2 separate regions of the Mus musculus genome follow, and region 2 is linked to region 1. A link is a contact called in public promoter capture Hi-C data. All regions are on one chromosome and are shown on one strand. Each heading gives the region's core, a stretch centred on a gene start, on an enhancer-like site or on the middle of the called end of the contact. The rest is flanking DNA. Distances are from core to core; before and after follow the strand shown. Region 1 holds the start of Zfp334 (zinc finger protein 334). Region 2 holds the start of Eya2 (EYA transcriptional coactivator and phosphatase 2).

What was found. Promoter capture Hi-C pulls out the DNA fragments that hold promoters and counts their contacts.
Region 2: a contact with region 1 is called in a promoter capture Hi-C map of embryonic stem cells, with 4 times the contacts expected there. The contact joins the promoter of Eya2 here to the promoter of Zfp334 in region 1. A contact is called at or near these places in 2 of 39 promoter capture datasets (embryonic stem cells and stem cell-derived epiblast-like cells) and 2 of 115 datasets of contacts at active chromatin or transcription factors (bone marrow-derived macrophages and pancreatic cancer cells).

What each region holds. Positions count from the first base shown.
Region 1 is chr2:165,386,694-165,390,530 of GRCm38.p6, reverse strand. Zfp334 (zinc finger protein 334) reads left to right here and starts at 2,272. Exons shown (of 5, transcript NM_178411.3): 1 at 2,272-2,570; 2 at 3,543-3,605. The coding sequence starts at 3,591.
Region 2 is chr2:165,592,510-165,596,448 of GRCm38.p6, reverse strand. Eya2 (EYA transcriptional coactivator and phosphatase 2) reads right to left here and starts at 1,421. Exons shown (of 16, transcript NM_001271963.1): 1 at 1,185-1,421.

The sequences.
Region 1 (3,837 bases), core at 1,023-3,522:
AGGCAGGCAGACGTGGTGCTGGAGAAGGAGCTGCGAGTTCTACACCTTGATCCACAGGCAGCAGAGGGAGGTTGTGTTCACACTGAGTGTAGCTTGAGCATAGAAGACCTCAAAGCCCGCCTCCACAATGACATACTTCCTTCGACAAGGTCACACCTACTCCAACAAGGCCACACCTCCTTGTCGTGCCACTTCCTATGGGCCGAACATTCATAGACATGAGTCTATGTGGGCCATGCCTATTCAAACCATCCCATATGGCTAATTTCTAATTCATTTTCAAATCTTCTATATTAATTTTCTTGTTCCTTACTTGACTTAAAAAAATACTAAATTGAAGTTATTTCTAGAAGCACTATTAATAATTGAGCCCACTCTTTCACTTATTATATCTAGAAGCCAACTGCATTCCCTTCCCCCATACATTTGCTTTTAAAATCTATCTTTCCCCAAAGTCATTTCAGTTTTCTTTTGACTTGGCATGGGTTCGGGTACATACCCCTGAGAATGGCCCGGCACACACATGGAGCTTGCAGATCTGGGTCCTCTCTCTCGACCATGTGGACCCCTGAGACCCACAGCAGGTCATCTGGTTTGTTGGCAATGCCTTTATTTACTGAAACATCTTGCAGACCCACCATGTATTTATTGCTCCATAACAAACTACCCCCAAAATCTGGTGGCTTAAAATGATGCAACTGGTTATTTCCTCCGTGCTATGAGGCTACTGGTACGGACTTTGTGGCTCTGTGTGTGCTTACAGGTATGCACTTTGTGGCTCTGCTTTATGTGAGTCTATATGCAACTGAGGCCACCCAAGAATGTAACTGCATGCAATGTTCAGGGTGGCTCACTCCCTGCATCTGAAGTCTTGACAAGGATCCCTGGAAGGGGAGGCATGGCTGGGTTTCTGGGAAATATTTGCCTTTTCTCCACATTGCCTCTCTGCTTCTTTTGGTTTCCACTTGATCTCTGGTAACTAGTTAACTAAAGTCATACACAAACTCTAGGAACACCGCAAACAAACCGGACTGCCAGGATATCAGGTTTGCTTTTTGAAGCCTGCAGTGTCCCTTCTTATGACCCCTTTATTTAAATTACATCATGGCCACGTTTGATGTGGGAGACAGTATACAAGCATTGAATCCCTGGAAGTCTGGCTCACTGAGAGCTATCTCTCAGCCTCTGCATCTCGAAGTTCCTTTTGGTATTTAAACATAACAGATAACTGTGTCAGAAACTGTCTGGCCTTCCAGTGACTAAGATATTCCATAGCTTTCCTCTTTTAAAATATATACACGGGGGCTGGTGAGATGGCTCAGTGGTTAAGAGTGCCGACCGCTCTTCCAAAGGTCCTGAGTTCAAATCCCAGCAACCACATGGTGGCTCACAACCATCCGTAACGAAATCTGATGCCGTTTTCAGGAGTGTCTGAAGACAGCTATAGTGTACAGTGTATAAATAAATAAATAAATATTTTAAAAAAATAAATAAAACAAAATATATACACGTATTCAATTTGTCCTCATGGATGAAGAGCAGTTTCTATATTACTTGGATTAAATATAATTGGTCATGTTAAAATATATTGTTAAGATGGCGCAGTGATTTATAGCAGAGGAGCAGAGTTCAATTCCCAGCACCTACATGATACCATCTTCTGGCCTTCTTAGACACGGGGTACCAAGCACAGCACGCAAGTAGTGGACAGACATACATGCAGGCAGGCAATATATCAATACATATAAAATAAAATAAAATAAAAATTGAAAATATTATACTGTTAAAATATTTTGCCATTACTTATTGTGACTTCTCCTTCTGTAAAATTGGCAGGAGAGTATGCACCTGTCAGTAAAGTCAGTAATAAACAGGATGGCGATTATTTTCTTTTAAGATATTTAGAGATGGTTTGATTCTTTGTTAGGGGGTCTCTTCTGTAATTTTGGGAAGGTCGTCGATACATTTTTATTCTGCTTACAACTGTTTGGTTATTATTTTTTTCTTAATACACTGTTGGAATTTCTTTACAGAGCTCTAATTTTTTATTCTCACACTTCTTCTTGTACTCATGGTTTTTACTCGTAAATTACTGTGATTAAAGCCCTAGCGCCTCAGAGGCTATCGGCTGGGTGGGGGCCGCAACTCCCTGTGGGAAATGTAGTCCTGGAAAGACTACAGCACCCTTTGGAGAACCGTGGGAATGGCCGCTCCGAGACTCTGCGCATGCGCGGTCTCCTAGGCTCTATGGATGCGTTTCCGTTTCGTGGGGCTCTTCCAGGCGAGGCTCGAGGGGCCTCTGTGCGCCACAATTGCCTGGGGCCTTCTGGGAGCTACAAAAGAAGCGAGGTTTCCCCTGAGCCAGAGGAATTCCGGGTGGCGACTCCGGGGCAGGATCAGAAGAACCAGCGCCTTCCTGGGGCCCGCGGAGGCTTGCGCGTGTCCAGGGGCCGGGCGAGGCTAGCGGGCGCCCCCGGGGCTGCAGGCCTCCGGGCGGGCAGCCTGGGAAGGAGAGAGGTGTGTGCGTGCAAAAAGCGGATCCCAGCAGTCCTGCGGATGCCCTTGGCCCGGTAAAGCTTCGGGGGGCTGCTTAAGGGTTGAGCTGCGATTGAGGGAATGAGCAGGTCTGATTTCATTGGCGGGTCTTTCGTTTGGGAGGGAAGGGATGCCAGCCATGGCTGAGAAAAAGGCCTCTGCATCACTTCGAACAAATGCGTGTCGTTCATTAGAGTCCCCATTCTGTTTCGCCAGAGTTGCTCAAACCCCGTCCATCACCATCCTGGAGTTTACTGGTTTCCTTTATATAGAAGAATGACCCAAGAGTATCTACAGGAAAGGGTTTTTATGAGAGTCGAACTTCTTCTCAAGTGAGGAAGGCAGCTATTTTGACCATTTAGGTAGTTTGCTAGTGCCAGAACCAAGAATTGAAATCTGGTGTGTTGATTCGAAGGCCAGGGCTTTGTCTTCTGCTACACTGAAGCAGAGGCCTCCCTCTCATGAAACTGCAGTTAAGCTTGGGGGAGGGGAGCAGAGTGATACGCATCTTAAACCCCTCACTCCCTCTGTCTGGTTTTCTGATTTCATCTGCTGAATGCATTAGTAGGAAAACAGGTAATTGATACCCAAAAAACTAGATGGTAGGTAGGTAGATAGATAGATAGATAGATAATTGATACCCAAAAAACTAGAGGGTAGATAGATAGATAGATAGATTGATTGATAGAATCTCAGAGTTGCTGGCCTGCTCTTTCAGGCTTCATATATACTAGAGCTTATTGATATGATCTAATATGAACTCTGAAGTGTTGTTTGTTTTTTAAGGAGACCTGAATAAGACAGTAGTTCAATTCACACCTTTGTTTCCTTTCACACAGTAAGAAAAGCTCTGATTAGTCCATTCAAAACTGCCCTGGGCCTTCCCTCCGCAGACGCTTTCTGTATGACGCAGGTCGAAGGGTCCTTTCCTTCCAGGGCATGTCTGTGAGTCACTGTCGAGCTGCTAGCCAGTCTGCTGATCACATTCCCTGTTCTTCCTCACCCAGCCCTTGGATCACCGGTGGTTCCTGGCCCTTTCTTGAGAACGCCTGGAAATGGACAGTACCCAGGTAAGTCACCGAGGGATTCACGTCCCACCGTTGGCAGTGGCTGTTCATAGACCCGCAGCGAGTACATCTGGATGTGGTAGACGTGTATAAAAAGGCAGCGCCAGGGAAAGTAAGGGAAGCAGATCAGTACCAGAGAAGTGAACCCCAATAAACAGAAGGCATTGCCAGATGTGCTGGAGCACGCCTTTAATCCCAGCGCTTGGGAGGCAGAGGCAGATGGATCTCTGAGTGA
Region 2 (3,939 bases), core at 172-2,671, 210 kb before region 1:
AGCTGTGAATGTTGGGGTCTAACACATCTCCGAGGGCTGGTGTCTCTCTTAAGCTGACCCATGCTCTGGTCATAGAAAATTCTTTCATCCTAGCATCAAGGGCTTGTGGAATTAATAGAATCGGCTTCAAATACAACCACTGTCCCCAGTTATAGTTTCCTTGGGGCGGGAGTTCCCGACTCAGACATAATTCAAATGCTTCCCTGGTGTTTGTAAATCCTAGTACTTTCTCTCACTTCGTTAAACCTTCCCACCAGGAGTGGCTTCTGTACCTCGCACGACATATTTATATATAATATCGCGTTATATATTATATATACTTAAAGTCGTTAAAAGTTATGTAGCATTTCAGACTGAGGCGGGAAGAGGGAGGGAGGATAGGCGATAGCGTTTCTGCCTTGCTTTTTCCACAGGCAAGGAGCGAGGGCTGTCAAGTCTGAGCCCTGGGATGGTTTTGGGGCCCAATGTGCCTTGCAAGAAAATCTCACATTCAACTGCGGAGTAAAGAAAGCACTTTGAGGCTTTAGCGATGGGACACCTCTCCCAGTCCTGCTTCCCTAATACTCCGTGAGCGTGAGAGCTGTTTGAAATGCAATGAAGCAGCTAGGGCTAGTCCACAGCTGCCTGGCTATAGTAACTCAGGTCCGCGCGCTCTCCCCTTACTATGAAACCCAGTCTAAGCGTCCTGATGAAAAGTTGTGTTAAGTTTCAGCTTCAGAGTGAGCGCCCTGAGCTGGACCAGTGCGGGCTACAGGATAGTAAAGACTTTTCAAAAGAAAATCGACGTGGGGGAGGCTGGGCCACGGGCCCCAAGTTCCAGCGAGTTGCACAGCTCCTCGGCCACCCACAACCCCAGCCTTCGGACATCAGCTTGTCTCTTGGATCCTTTGGGTACAATCCGAGATTCAGCACGAGTCTCCTGAGTCTCCTCCGAGGCCAAACAACAAACCAAACGCAGAGACCCGGCCGCGTCCTGCACTTGTCCGGCGCACTGGAGTTGCTAACTTCAGTCACTGCGCCCCGCACCCCCCCTCACCTGGAACACAAGGGGAAACTGAGGCCCTGAGACCCAAAGGGATCTCAAGACTGGATCTGCTGCCGGCGGCCGAGTTTCCGCTCCTTTAGTGTCTACGGGGTCCCCGGGAGACGCGGTCCCACCCGGTGTCCCCGAGCGCGGTACTCACCCGCACAGTGCAGAGTCGTCCCGAGCGGGCCAGGCCGGGAGATGGCACGCGGAGCGAATGTCGCAGGGCTGCGGCAGCCTCCTGTGCCGGGGACCGGCCCCCTGTCCCGGCCGCGGGTCTCCTGCGCCCCCGCCGGGCCGCGCCGTGCGTGGGGGCCGCGGGGCGCGGCGCTGGCTCCGGGCGGGGAGTCGGCCCTGCAGTGCGCGCTGCTCTCGCTGCCGCCGCTGCGCTCCCGGAGGAGGGACGCGCCGGCCTCCTCCCTGCGGCGACGCCCACGCCGCCTCCCGGCCCCGCAGCGTCCTCACCGTGGCCAGGCGCGGCCCCAGAGAGTCAGCAGCGCAGACGGGGACCGCACACATGCATTCATCCGCCCATCATCCACCCACCCATCATCTATCTATCTATCTATCTATCTATCCATCCATCCATCCATCCATCCATCCATTCATTCATTCATCCATCCATCCTCCATCCACTCGACTGTCCGTGCCTGGTCAACTGCTCCACTACAATAAGACCAACTCGTTTTCTGTCATCCTGGAACTTTGCATCCACGTTGAGAGTGGGAATCACGAACAAAGAATCCAGGGAAAAAGGCAGCTGAAGAAAGTTGTAAATACCAAGGAGAGGGAAAGAAGGGCTTGTGGGTGGCCGGGCAGCAGAGCGGTCCAGGAAGATGTCTCTGTGGAGGTGTCACCTCAATTACAGGAAAGTGTGAGTGTGAGGGTGAGCGTGTATGTATTAGGCCAGAGGTCAGCAGTACTGTTTTTGTCAATAGCTCTCCCCCCACCCCCCAACGCAAGGTTTCTTTTTGAAGATGGAGGTTTTTGATTCAGGATTCAGCTGGAGGGGCTGGCCAGCAAGCTTGCTCCAGGGATCCTCCTGCCTCTGCCTCTTAGGCGACGCATTATAGGCACCTGCTGCCACGCCTAGCATTTTACTTAGCTACTGGGGATCTGAACTCAAGCCCTTCTGCTAGCATGGTGCTTTAATGACTATGCCATTCCCCAGTCCCAGTGCCTCCCTTATGGGGGCTCAGCTGGCTTCAGATTACTACTGCTGCTGCTCAGATACTGGGACTTCAGGTGTCTCCAAGTCAGGCTTTGGGTCCCTTAGCCAAACCAGTCAGTCTCTGGGCCCCTTATGAGTCCCTAGTGGGAAACTAGAAATGGGCCTCAGCTGGACCCCAGAGGTGAAAGATCTATTCCAAGTTTACACACGCCAGCTTCTTTTGGCTTCTCTAGCTGTGCTCAGGATAGATTAGGTGACTCTGAACTCTGACTTGTTCCAGAAGCTCCTGCTCTAGAAGATCTGATGCCCTCTGCTGGCCTCTGCAAGCACTGCACTCACATGCACAATTCCCCCCCCCCCCCCCAAATACAGACAATAAAAATAAAACTAGGGGCTGGAGGGATAGCTCGACAGTTAAGGGTCCTGTTACTCTTGCAGAAGACCCTGGTTAAGTTCCCAGAACTCACATGGCAGCTAATAGCTATCCTAACCAGGCCTGCACATGGTACACAGACATACGTACAAGCAGGATGCTCATACACAAAAAATCAAATCAAGTCGGAACCAGTTGTGAACCCTTTCCTTGATTTAGAGAGATAATCACCTGTATGTGTAATTCTTTAAAAGGGGTCCCCAAGTGTAGATGGGTCAGGCTCTGGCATTGCTGGCTCTGTCTCCCGTCTTATCTGTTTCCTTCCCACCACAGACACCATACCAGAGCAAGTACCTACCGTTGTCATGGCTGTCCCCACCCAGTGAGGAGGATCTGGGTATGTCCCCACACCACAATAACTCTTTCGCCTTTTAGAAGCAGAGTGAGCATCGGCTCTTGGACTTGATTTTCTCATCCAGAGCTCAGCGGCGAGACTCTTGTATTATTGTATTATTAATAATTATGTATTATTACTGTGTGAATGCTCAGAGCCCACACCACCCAGGCACTTCCCACCGAGGCTGTGGCTGCCCCCAGCCATGTTCCACATATTACCTACCCCCTGGGGTCATCTTAGAAAGCACAACGGTGCACTTGCTTGAGAGTCTCAGAATTCCCTAACAAGGCTTTGACCTGGCCCCTGAACCTCACTTTTTTCTTATAAACAAACAAACAAACAAAAATGTTTTGTTTTAAAGGTTTTTGTTTTAAAATCCCAGACTGAAGGGCTGGGACGAGCGCTCAGCTGGTGAAGTGCTATGGTGCCAGCATTAGGGCCCGACTTTGGATCCTCAGTGTCCATGTAAATAGCTGGGCACTGTGTAATAGCTCACGCGTGTAATTCTAGAGCTGGGGACGCAGAGACAGGGGGATTCATGGGGCTCACTGGCCAGGCAGCCTAGCAGAATCAATATGCTCTAGGTTCGTTCAGTGGGAGATGTCTCTCTCTTAAAAAATAAGGTTAAGAGTGATTGAATGTCTGGCACACACATGCACATGTGCACACACACTACAGCTAGGTGAGGATAGACTGGAATAGGGTGTGTCACATGAATCAGCAGATTGAGTGCAGGTCTCACACTCTCAGATTTAACCAACCCCAGATTGAAAGCATCCGGAGAAAAGGGATTTCGTCTGGACCGAGCATGAACACACATTTGGACTTGGTGGTGCGAGGACGGAGCACCTGAGTCCAGCAGGAAGTTATATGTCTCCAGCCTCACGCTCAGACGTGTTTTTCTTGTCATTATTCCCCAATAAATATGACACAGCAACAATTTCCAGATCCTCTGATCACATTAGGTGCCCAAA